Regions from separate parts of the Oryzias latipes genome. Here region 2 is linked to region 1. Evidence: chromatin contacts called from public Hi-C data. All regions are on one chromosome and are shown on one strand. The core of a region is the stretch at or near the end of the contact, and the rest is flanking DNA. Distances in the headings are between cores, read along the strand shown.

Evidence for each region. Hi-C and Micro-C count contacts between places; a contact is called where the count stands out from the background.
Region 2: a contact with region 1 is called in a Hi-C map of embryo, with 1.7 times the contacts expected there. The contact joins the enhancer-like site here to the promoter of stk36 in region 1. A contact is called at or near these places in 2 of 5 Hi-C or Micro-C datasets (embryo and fibroblasts).

Annotation. Positions count from the first base shown.
Region 1 is chr14:15,291,402-15,295,808 of ASM223467v1, reverse strand. It overlaps stk36 (serine/threonine-protein kinase 36), which reads left to right and starts at 2,254. Exons shown (of 20, transcript XM_020708922.2): 1 at 2,254-2,569; 2 at 2,650-2,790. The coding sequence starts at 2,486.
Region 2 is chr14:15,461,521-15,465,927 of ASM223467v1, reverse strand. It overlaps ubash3b (ubiquitin-associated and SH3 domain-containing protein B), which reads left to right. Exons shown (of 14, transcript XM_004076393.4): 7 at 1-123; 8 at 218-338; 9 at 416-538; 10 at 649-741; 11 at 1,895-2,039; 12 at 2,124-2,230; 13 at 2,529-2,638; 14 at 2,747-3,784. The coding sequence ends at 2,884. Among protein-coding and RNA genes, the nearest start is that of ubash3b, 23 kb to the left of the region's middle. Within about 2 kb of position 2,592, at least 1 of the 8 cell types and tissues checked has an H3K27ac peak or open chromatin away from gene starts, as enhancers often do. A contact at or near this core is called in embryo, where this site is marked.

The DNA.
Region 1 (4,407 bases), core at 1,005-3,504:
GTGCTAAAAGTTTATAGCAACTTCATATCTGCATTTGGAACAGCAAAGTTCTGAAAGATGTTTGCTGAAATCTTAAAACTTTTGATTATCTTTGTTTTCTCTCTGCTGAAAACATAATCTCTCAAGAAGAACCAGTCATTTAAAAAGTATAAATGCTTTCCCAGCATGCAGACAACACGGTTGAATGTCTGGAGTTCCTTGCTTCTGCCCCAATTTTAATTTCTTCAAATCTGCAGGAAGATGCTGAAGTGGTGTCACTAAAAAGAAAAGTATCTGGATGAAATTGACAATATAACTGCACACACATCTGCTGATTATTAAAAGAGATGATGTCACTTTTTTTTTTTTTTACAAGGTTGACACTATTTTCCAAACTATACATCACATCACATCTCTGACATAGTTTTGTGGAAACATGCAGCAAGTTAGAAAACCTGCCCTTCCTGCATCTGTGGTAACACCTTCAGGTTTTTATTGTGGAATCAGCTGCTCAACATTAGGTGTGCCTCTTTGAAAAGAAAGCAGCTCTACCCAACACCAAGGTACAGCGAATATGTGTCCTGAACAGAAACATGGGTGGAGTTAAAAATGTGGAGGCAGGAAACTTCTGATCTGGTGCAGGTCTGTAACAGTGCATGGGACCAATAGTCCCACTGGACAAGTTAAAAAGTGATGTGTTCTATTTTTGTGATGTTTTTCCTTTGAGAAGATCATTATAAAACATTTGTGGAATAGCTGAAAGGACAAGTGTCATATATGTCTTCAGATGCTCCAGTCCAGCAAGTTTTATTTTCAGTCTGTTCTGTTTAGAGTTATTTTTTTTAAGTCATTCATTTAATTTTAGTTTTATTCTTTATATATTCTTGTTTATGGTCAAACTATTCTCTAACTAGATCTAACCTCTTTTACAATTAGCATAAAAAGTTAAAAGAAAAAGAAAAAAGACTGCAAAGTTTGCTCAAATCTTCAACTTTAACATTTTAAGACAAAAAAAGCTTTTCACTTTGTCCCTGAGAATACGTTTTTTCTTTCCTTTCTGTGAGTTACAGTCTTGTTTTTCCTGTTGTTGATCTCTTGAGCTGGTGTTGCAGAATGTGACAGCCAGCTTCTGAAGTTGTTCCTCTTCAAATAGCCAAAGGTTGTATCCCACCCGCTGTGCTTGTGCAACATATCTGCTCTTTCCTGTGGTACGCTTGTAATGAAACATTGTAAACTACAGGTTGTTTTTATTTTCCATGTTCTGTTAATTTTTAAATGATGATATTTTTACTGTATTGTGATGTGACTAAACTGCTGATTGATACACTTAGTTTGATACTTTAGTTTATTAAATAGGCCTACATATTTGGAACACAGCATGTTTTTTTCTATCAAAATATTTTACTATTGTGTTTTACTTCATGTCACAACAGTAGTGTATTTTAGTATCTTTATTGTGTTTTCTTTACCTCATGTAATCGTCATCCTATACTAAGTTATATTTTTGTTCTATAAAAGAGAAAATTGTTGAACTTTTTTTAAGAACTGAATAGTGAACATTGTGTTTCCTAAATGTACAAAGCTATGTAAACATACACTTAATTTTGTAAGTATTCCTTTCATAGTTCAAGTTTGAATACTAAATAACCAATTAAGTATCCCTGAAAAATGCAAAATCATTTTATCATTCACTTTTCATCATTTAAATTCATCTACCGTATTTTCCCTTGAGTAATTTTACTTCAATGAATATATAATTATCAGTATAAATAATAATGTGGAGTAGCCATCTTTCTCTCCAACCCTGCTGATAAGTCCTGTTTGCAAAGTGATGTGACTCGCTTGTGACATCTAACGGCCGTTTAAATAACTACATACTTAACTACTCACGTTGTAAATCCTTTTTTCAAAGCAAAAACATCGCACCTTTATACAAAACCCATATCAGGAAGATGTTGAAACTAACGAAGTACAAGTTAGTGTGCTAATTGTGTCCATAAAGACAGTTTTTTTTATTAAACAACAAAAAAACACGTCTGCTTTGTTTTAATTTTGAGCTCGTTGCTATGGACGCAAAGGCCGTTGCTTGGCTAAGGACCCCCCGCTTGTATGCTGTCAAAACAAAAGCCTTAATTCATTTTGACATTACTTTAAAAAAACAAATAAATAATTATGTAAAGTCTAAAGGCTTTGTATCAGATATGATTCTATAATTAATTTGTGAATTACTCGATAATTAGCTGTAGTTTGTGAGGAGTTTTGTTACTTTTGTGAGACGGCAAATTAACCTGCCAGTGCGAAACGTTTGTAATCCTAAAAATGCGCAGTCAAACTATTGTTTTTCTCCTATTGTCCTCCGACGAACTTAGAGTCATTCAGTAAAAACGCGTGAGCCCCCTAAATGTTTTTACGTGTTGATTAATGGGCTTCTGGTTGATTTTGAGAGTTATGTGTCCATGACAACGTTAAAGTCGGTTCTGTTTTTTCTTCTTCTTGCGTCTCTGAAATGAATTCCTATCACGTCTTGGGGCTGGCTGGAGAGGGTTCGTTCGGGCGAGTTTACAAGGGAAGAAAAAAGGGCAGCGGCCAGGTAAACCTGTATCAATTTGTTGAATTGTTGTTTAATTGATTACTTTAAATGACATCCCTGCCTGTTTTGTCGTCAATAAGGTGGTTGCTCTTAAGTTCATGCCAAAAGTGGGCCGAACCGACAGAGAGCTACGAAGCCTCAAGAGGGAAATCGAAATTATGAGGGATCTAAAACATCCAAATATTGTCCAGCTCTATGACAGTTTTGAAACCGACACTGAGGTACACATATGGATGATTCAAAGACGTCATTACATTGATTGTTGATTAATTGATTGTAACAAATTATCATGTATTTAATAAGGGTTGTGTTTCTTGTTTTCTTTTTATCCATTAAATATTGATATTTTTTTCCACATTCATGACCTGTATAAATCATTTTTAAAAATGTAATCTATGTAAGGTACTATACTCTAGATCACTTTTTTTCCATTGTTTGGGGATCAGTAAAATTCTATTCTATTCTATTCTATTCTATTCTATTCTATTCTATTCTATTCTGTGTTTCTTCAAGACACCATTCCAACAGCAAGAGCCAACCAAGGGGTCATTTTTTTTAAGCAGGCACACCAGCCAGAACTTATTTCTGTCTACCTGTAGTTGTTATGACAACAGCAGACTCATACTGTCATAATTAGATTTGCACAAATATTATATAACAATACTCTAAATTCTGCTGAAGGGTCACAACACAACACATTAACTCACAACACAATAACTCACAACACAATAACTCACAACACAACACAACAACTCACAACACAACACATTAACTCACAACACACAACACAACTCACAACGGAAGTAAAGCTGCAATGGAAGTGCTTTTATTCTGAAATTTCCACTGGGCTGAGCGGCAAACTACCTAACAAATATTAACGTCACAGTGAGCTGTGGAGGGAGCACGTTTTTTCTACAAGAGAAGCTAGCAGCAGTGTTGCCAGATTGGGCGGTTTTGGTTCTAAATTTGCGGATAAAAATGACTTTGGGCGGATGTGCATAATTTGGGCGGTTTAAGGGTCGGTTTGGCTGTCTTTTTCCCCTCATGAATATATAATAGCAGACTACATTAGGCCGTGTGGCTGTTGGAGTTCTATGTACTGAAGCTCCGTGAACGGCAGAGACACTTAATGGACTCTGTCATCTACCTGTTGTTGGAGGTGTGCAATGCCCCGCCCCGCCTCTTAGAAATTGTGTTCTTTAAAGCTTCATACTGCGGCCGCGTGTGGGAGGAGCTACCAGCTAAAGTAATCTTCTGATCGCTACATGGAGCGGTGTCTGTGTATATCAATGCATGGTAGACAGGAAGAATGTGGAGAGATCAGGTTTGTTATTTTGAAGAGTTCTGCATGGTAATCATGTTTCCATGTTTGAATTCATCCCAGAGAGTGTGTCTGCTTCAACTCCTAAAGTGAAAGCTGCGTCTAAATCTGACGCCCGTGTTTCCATCTGACAGAGTTTGAAGCCAAAGCCCCTCCCCCGGCTCTCTACCTGCTTTTCCTCTCTACCTGTTCACCTGTTCATATCCTCTGCAGCTGAGAGTTGTTTTCTCCCGCGCTCCTCAGTGTCCTACACAAAGAGCGCAAAATACGGTCATCATAGGTTGACACGATAGTCGGGGCGCTCTGGCGCAAACGCAGCAGCACAAGGATGAAAGACCCGCACACAGGTTAGAGCGGGGATAGAGCGGGTTAAAAAATGAATGGAAGAAGGCCGGTCCGCTGAAGAAATATTCAATACTGTACTCCTTTTATAAGATCAGGAGAAACAAGAATACACACGTTTCGGTGATTTTTTTTACTCCCCCCTACTGGACAGATTTAGCACCCGATCAGATGA
Region 2 (4,407 bases), core at 1,343-3,842, 170 kb before region 1:
GCCTCTCCATCTACCTCTGGTACCACTGTGAGTGGGCTGTTATTCGATGGACACCTAAATGACAGTCTGCTCGACAGTTTAATGGATCCTTCCGGCTTTTCTGGCCTCTGTCCTCCTTTACAGGTACATCATGAAAAATAAAATCCTGAGTGTTAGTACCGTAAATCGATTTTTTGTAGGGGCTGAAATCATCTCATTTTTAAAAAATCAATCCTAGGTGTTAAGAGCAGGTTGTCAGCCCTCCATGTCCAAGATGAGGCTGTTTGTGTGTCGTCACGGTGAAAGGATGGACGTGGTGTTTGGCAAGCACTGGGTCACTCAGTGCTTTGATTCCAAAGGTCAGCAGACAGAGGAGATCACATTTGATTACTTTGATTTGTTCTTCCTGCGTAAGGCTCTCATCTGTGACGTGCAGGTCGATACATCCGCTCTAATCTCAACATGCCGGTCAGCCTACCAGCAAGAAGCAATGGTCACAAAGACTATGAGAAAGACTGCCCGATTACTGTCTTTGGCTCCACCCAGGCACGTCTTGTAGGTCAGTAGTTAACATTCACACTTCCTGTGATAGAATAAGTCCACAAAATACAGTGGAGAGCTTTTGTTACAGATTGTTGCAGATTCCCCCTGTGCTTTTTGCATGTGCAGGTGAAGCCCTCCTTGAGAGCCACACCAACATAGACTTTGTTTATTGCTCACCTTCTCTTCGCTGCATCCAGACTGCTCAGCACATCCTGCAGGGTAAGAACTAACCTTCTGACCGTGAGTTGGTATTAAGAGTCTGATAAAGTTTAGTTGCTTTAAAGTTTTCAAAAAATATAATTGCTGGCTTAAAATTCTAGTTATTCTAGTTTAAAATTCTAGTTATTTAACATTTTAGTTATAAATGAGTAGTTATATCATTTTAATTGTTATATAATTTAGCATAGTTCTTGAGAATTTGCTACATAAAAATCAATTTGACTGTTTTCTTATGTTTTTATCATCTATTATTTTCATTTATCTTGTGTTCTTTGTTACATTATGGATCCATCTCTTAAATTGTTGTCTAAATGCAATTTTAGTTAAAGACCCACTCCAAAGAAAATCGTGTTCTTGGTGTTCTTGTTGCCTTTTTCTGACGATGGCGGACATATATAAAGAAAATTAAGATTAAAAATATTTCTTTATTCAAAAGCTACAATCTACAGGCCACAAGCTCCCTGATTATTTATATAAATATATATATATATATATCTATATATCTATATATCTATATATATATAGATATATAGATATCTAGATAGATACAGATATATATATAGATATATATAGATAGATATATATCTATATCCTGCCTGTCAGCGTCCCTCACTTGTCTTCTGTGAGGGATCAGCTAGCTGACTTATTGTTTTGTTCTGTTTGTGTAGTGACATGTTATCATTGATTTACCTCCAAGAGTCTGTGCATTTTATTCTGTTTGTGTTGTTTACCAGTTTTCCTTCAAGTGCATTTTTTTCTGTCTTTGGTTTATCCCAATACAAAAGGTAATCATAATGTTTAGGGTGCTTCAAGAGTCCTGTGCTTGGCTCCGTCCTCCGGTATCCATCCCATCATGATCACTTTAGCTCAGATGTGGAAATATTTTTGTTTGTTTGATGTTCTATCAATGTTAGATTTTTTTTCATCAAGTTCTGTCCTTGAGCAGATTTCTTCATGTTTTCAGATTGAGTTTCTGCTACTGGAAGGAAATCTGTTGAAAATATTTCTTTTCTCACAACATTTCAATTCATAAAACCTGATGTGGATAAAAGTACAGTGTGACAACAAAACCCCTCGTATTAGCTTCCGTAAAAAGACTAGGCGAAAGAGCAGCTCTTGGCTCAATCTTTCACAGCCTCTCTCTCTGTGTCAGGTCTCCAGCAGGAGGGAAAGACAAAGATCCGCGTGGAGCCCGGCTTGTTTGAATGGACCAAATGGGTTTCAGGCACGTGTTTACCCGCCTGGATCCCCCCGGCTGAGCTGACTGCTGCAAACCTGAGTGTTGACACAACATACAGGTAGTGAGCAACTCTAATGTGCAGCATCTTTATCTGAAGACCCCGAGACAGCTTTCTTTACTTGTAACGTCTATTTTCCTTTAGACCTCATTTCTCCATAAGTAAGTTGGCAGTATCCGAGTCCTATGACACTTACATCAGCAGGAGCTTCCAAGTGACCAGAGAGATCCTGACAGAGTGCAAAACCCTGGGTACGTATGATCCTGAAAATGTAATTAAATATTTTATATTTGAAGCTCAAAATTTTATTTTTTTCTAAAACATATCATTGTCTCTGATGAGTATTGCTCTTAGTTTTATGGTCTTAATGAGCTGCTAAAAAGCTTTTATAATTAGAAAAAAAAACCCAACTGGTGTAGACTCTGATAAATGTCTTCTTATTTCAAATGCGTTAAGCTCTTCATGTCAGCAGCTGCTGACTCCACACTCTGATGTATGCTGGAGGCATTCGTGGTATGTGTTCCTAAATTCTCTACCTCTTTCACACAGGAAACACAGTCCTGATTGTGGCCCACGCTTCCTCCCTAGAGGCTTGCACTCGTCAGATCCAAGGCCTCACCCCTCAAAACTCCAAGGACTTTGTCCAAGTTGTCAGAAAGGTCAGTTTTCTGCTTTAGCTTCAGGGGTGCTTTCATTTCCACTCAATTCCCTTCAGTTTTCACAAATTCCCCTTTGATTACAAGAACATCTGTCTCCTCTTGTTACAGATTCCTTACTTGGGGTTTTGTGCTTGTGAGGAGCTGGGAGAGACAGGGGTGTGGCAGCTGGTCGACCCACCCATCCTGCCTCTGACACATGGACCAAATCACAGCTTCAACTGGAGAGAAATGCTAATGCAAGACTGAAGGACATGCTGTCCGGTCCCTTATTCTCAGTTAGCCCGGACTGCTGAACATTTATTTATTTTCTTTCTCCTACATCGCTAGAATTCCAATCTAACCACCAAATGGACAAAAAAAAGGTTCAGCTTCCATTAAAGACATTGTGCAAAAAAATGTAAAAGACATAAAGAGTTCATAAATGTAAACAAATATTCTGCTCAGGAAGGGGAGAAGACATTTTGCATGGAGATATTTCAGCAATAGGAGCTGCAGATTTGGATATGTATCTTGAGAGGTGATGAATCGCTGTAGGTCAGTCTGTGGACCCTGCTCAGGAAGCGAGGGGTGCCTTCTCACTGTGAGAGTGGGCGGAGAAAGACCTCATAATTGTTTTTCCAGGTATCACAAACGATCATTAAACTTGTAGCGACAAGTCCCCTTGTATTAAAGCACAAAAGAAAGGTAGACAATCAGACAAGGGAGCACTGATCTACATTGTTTCTTGATGGTAAGAAGGAAAATGTGTTATTATTTTCAATATTCTTGTAAATGTCATATCATTTTCTTCTGCCTATTTGATCTATACTCTTCCAGCCAAATTGGTATTTTAACTCACGTAAGCCATGAAACTTTACCAGAAGGAGCTCATTTAACCACAGAAAATGGAAACGGATATAAATAAGACCGTGTCAGATTGGTGTTATCTCTAAGAGCCTCAACTTAAAGTTTTTCCTGTATTTATAATGATCCTGACGCACTGCAGTCTCATAATCACATCGCTCTTCAGACGCTTGGTGCATTTCATTTCTTTTGGCCACATTATGGTTGAAGTGCTCACTGCTTATACCAGTTATTTTCTGCAAATTTGTTGATATTCTAAAAATGAATAAAGCCAAACTGTGGCCTAAGGACTCCGTGAACATGGTTTGAGTCTTTGTGTCTTCTTTACATTTCAGCTACTCACCGGAGTGACTTGTCCACCTCTATTTTCACATGTGTAAAGAAGAAAATAGGAAAAAAATGACATCTGCTTTGATTCATAACATACTTTGGTTTCTCACCAATCGGATCATTAAGGGTTTGATCAAAAACAAAAGTACACCTCAGTACCTGTAGGTCTATACCACTGTAGCTGCTATTTTGATCCATTCTTACATGCAGATCTTCTCAAAGGCTACTGTTTTGGGGCTGTTACTAGGTAGGGGCGGCCGTGGTGCAGTGGCAGGTTTGATTCTTGCCTGTCCCGCCCATATGTCCAAGTGTCCCTGGGCAAGAACTCCAACTTGCCACTGGTGGAAGGTTGCCGCCAGTGTTTGGCAGCGGAGCCGCCATGTGTGTGTGAATGTGACTGACTGTAAAGCGCCTTCGAGGATGGTAGAGAAGCGCCATACAAGTATAAGCCCTTTACCATTTTACACAAACTTTTATTTCACTCCACAGATTCTCAGAGACTGGATAGGTCACTACAGAACCTTGAAATTCTTTATGTCCATCCACTCCTTTGTTGTCTGAGTGATGGATCATTGTCATGCTAGAAGATGTAATAT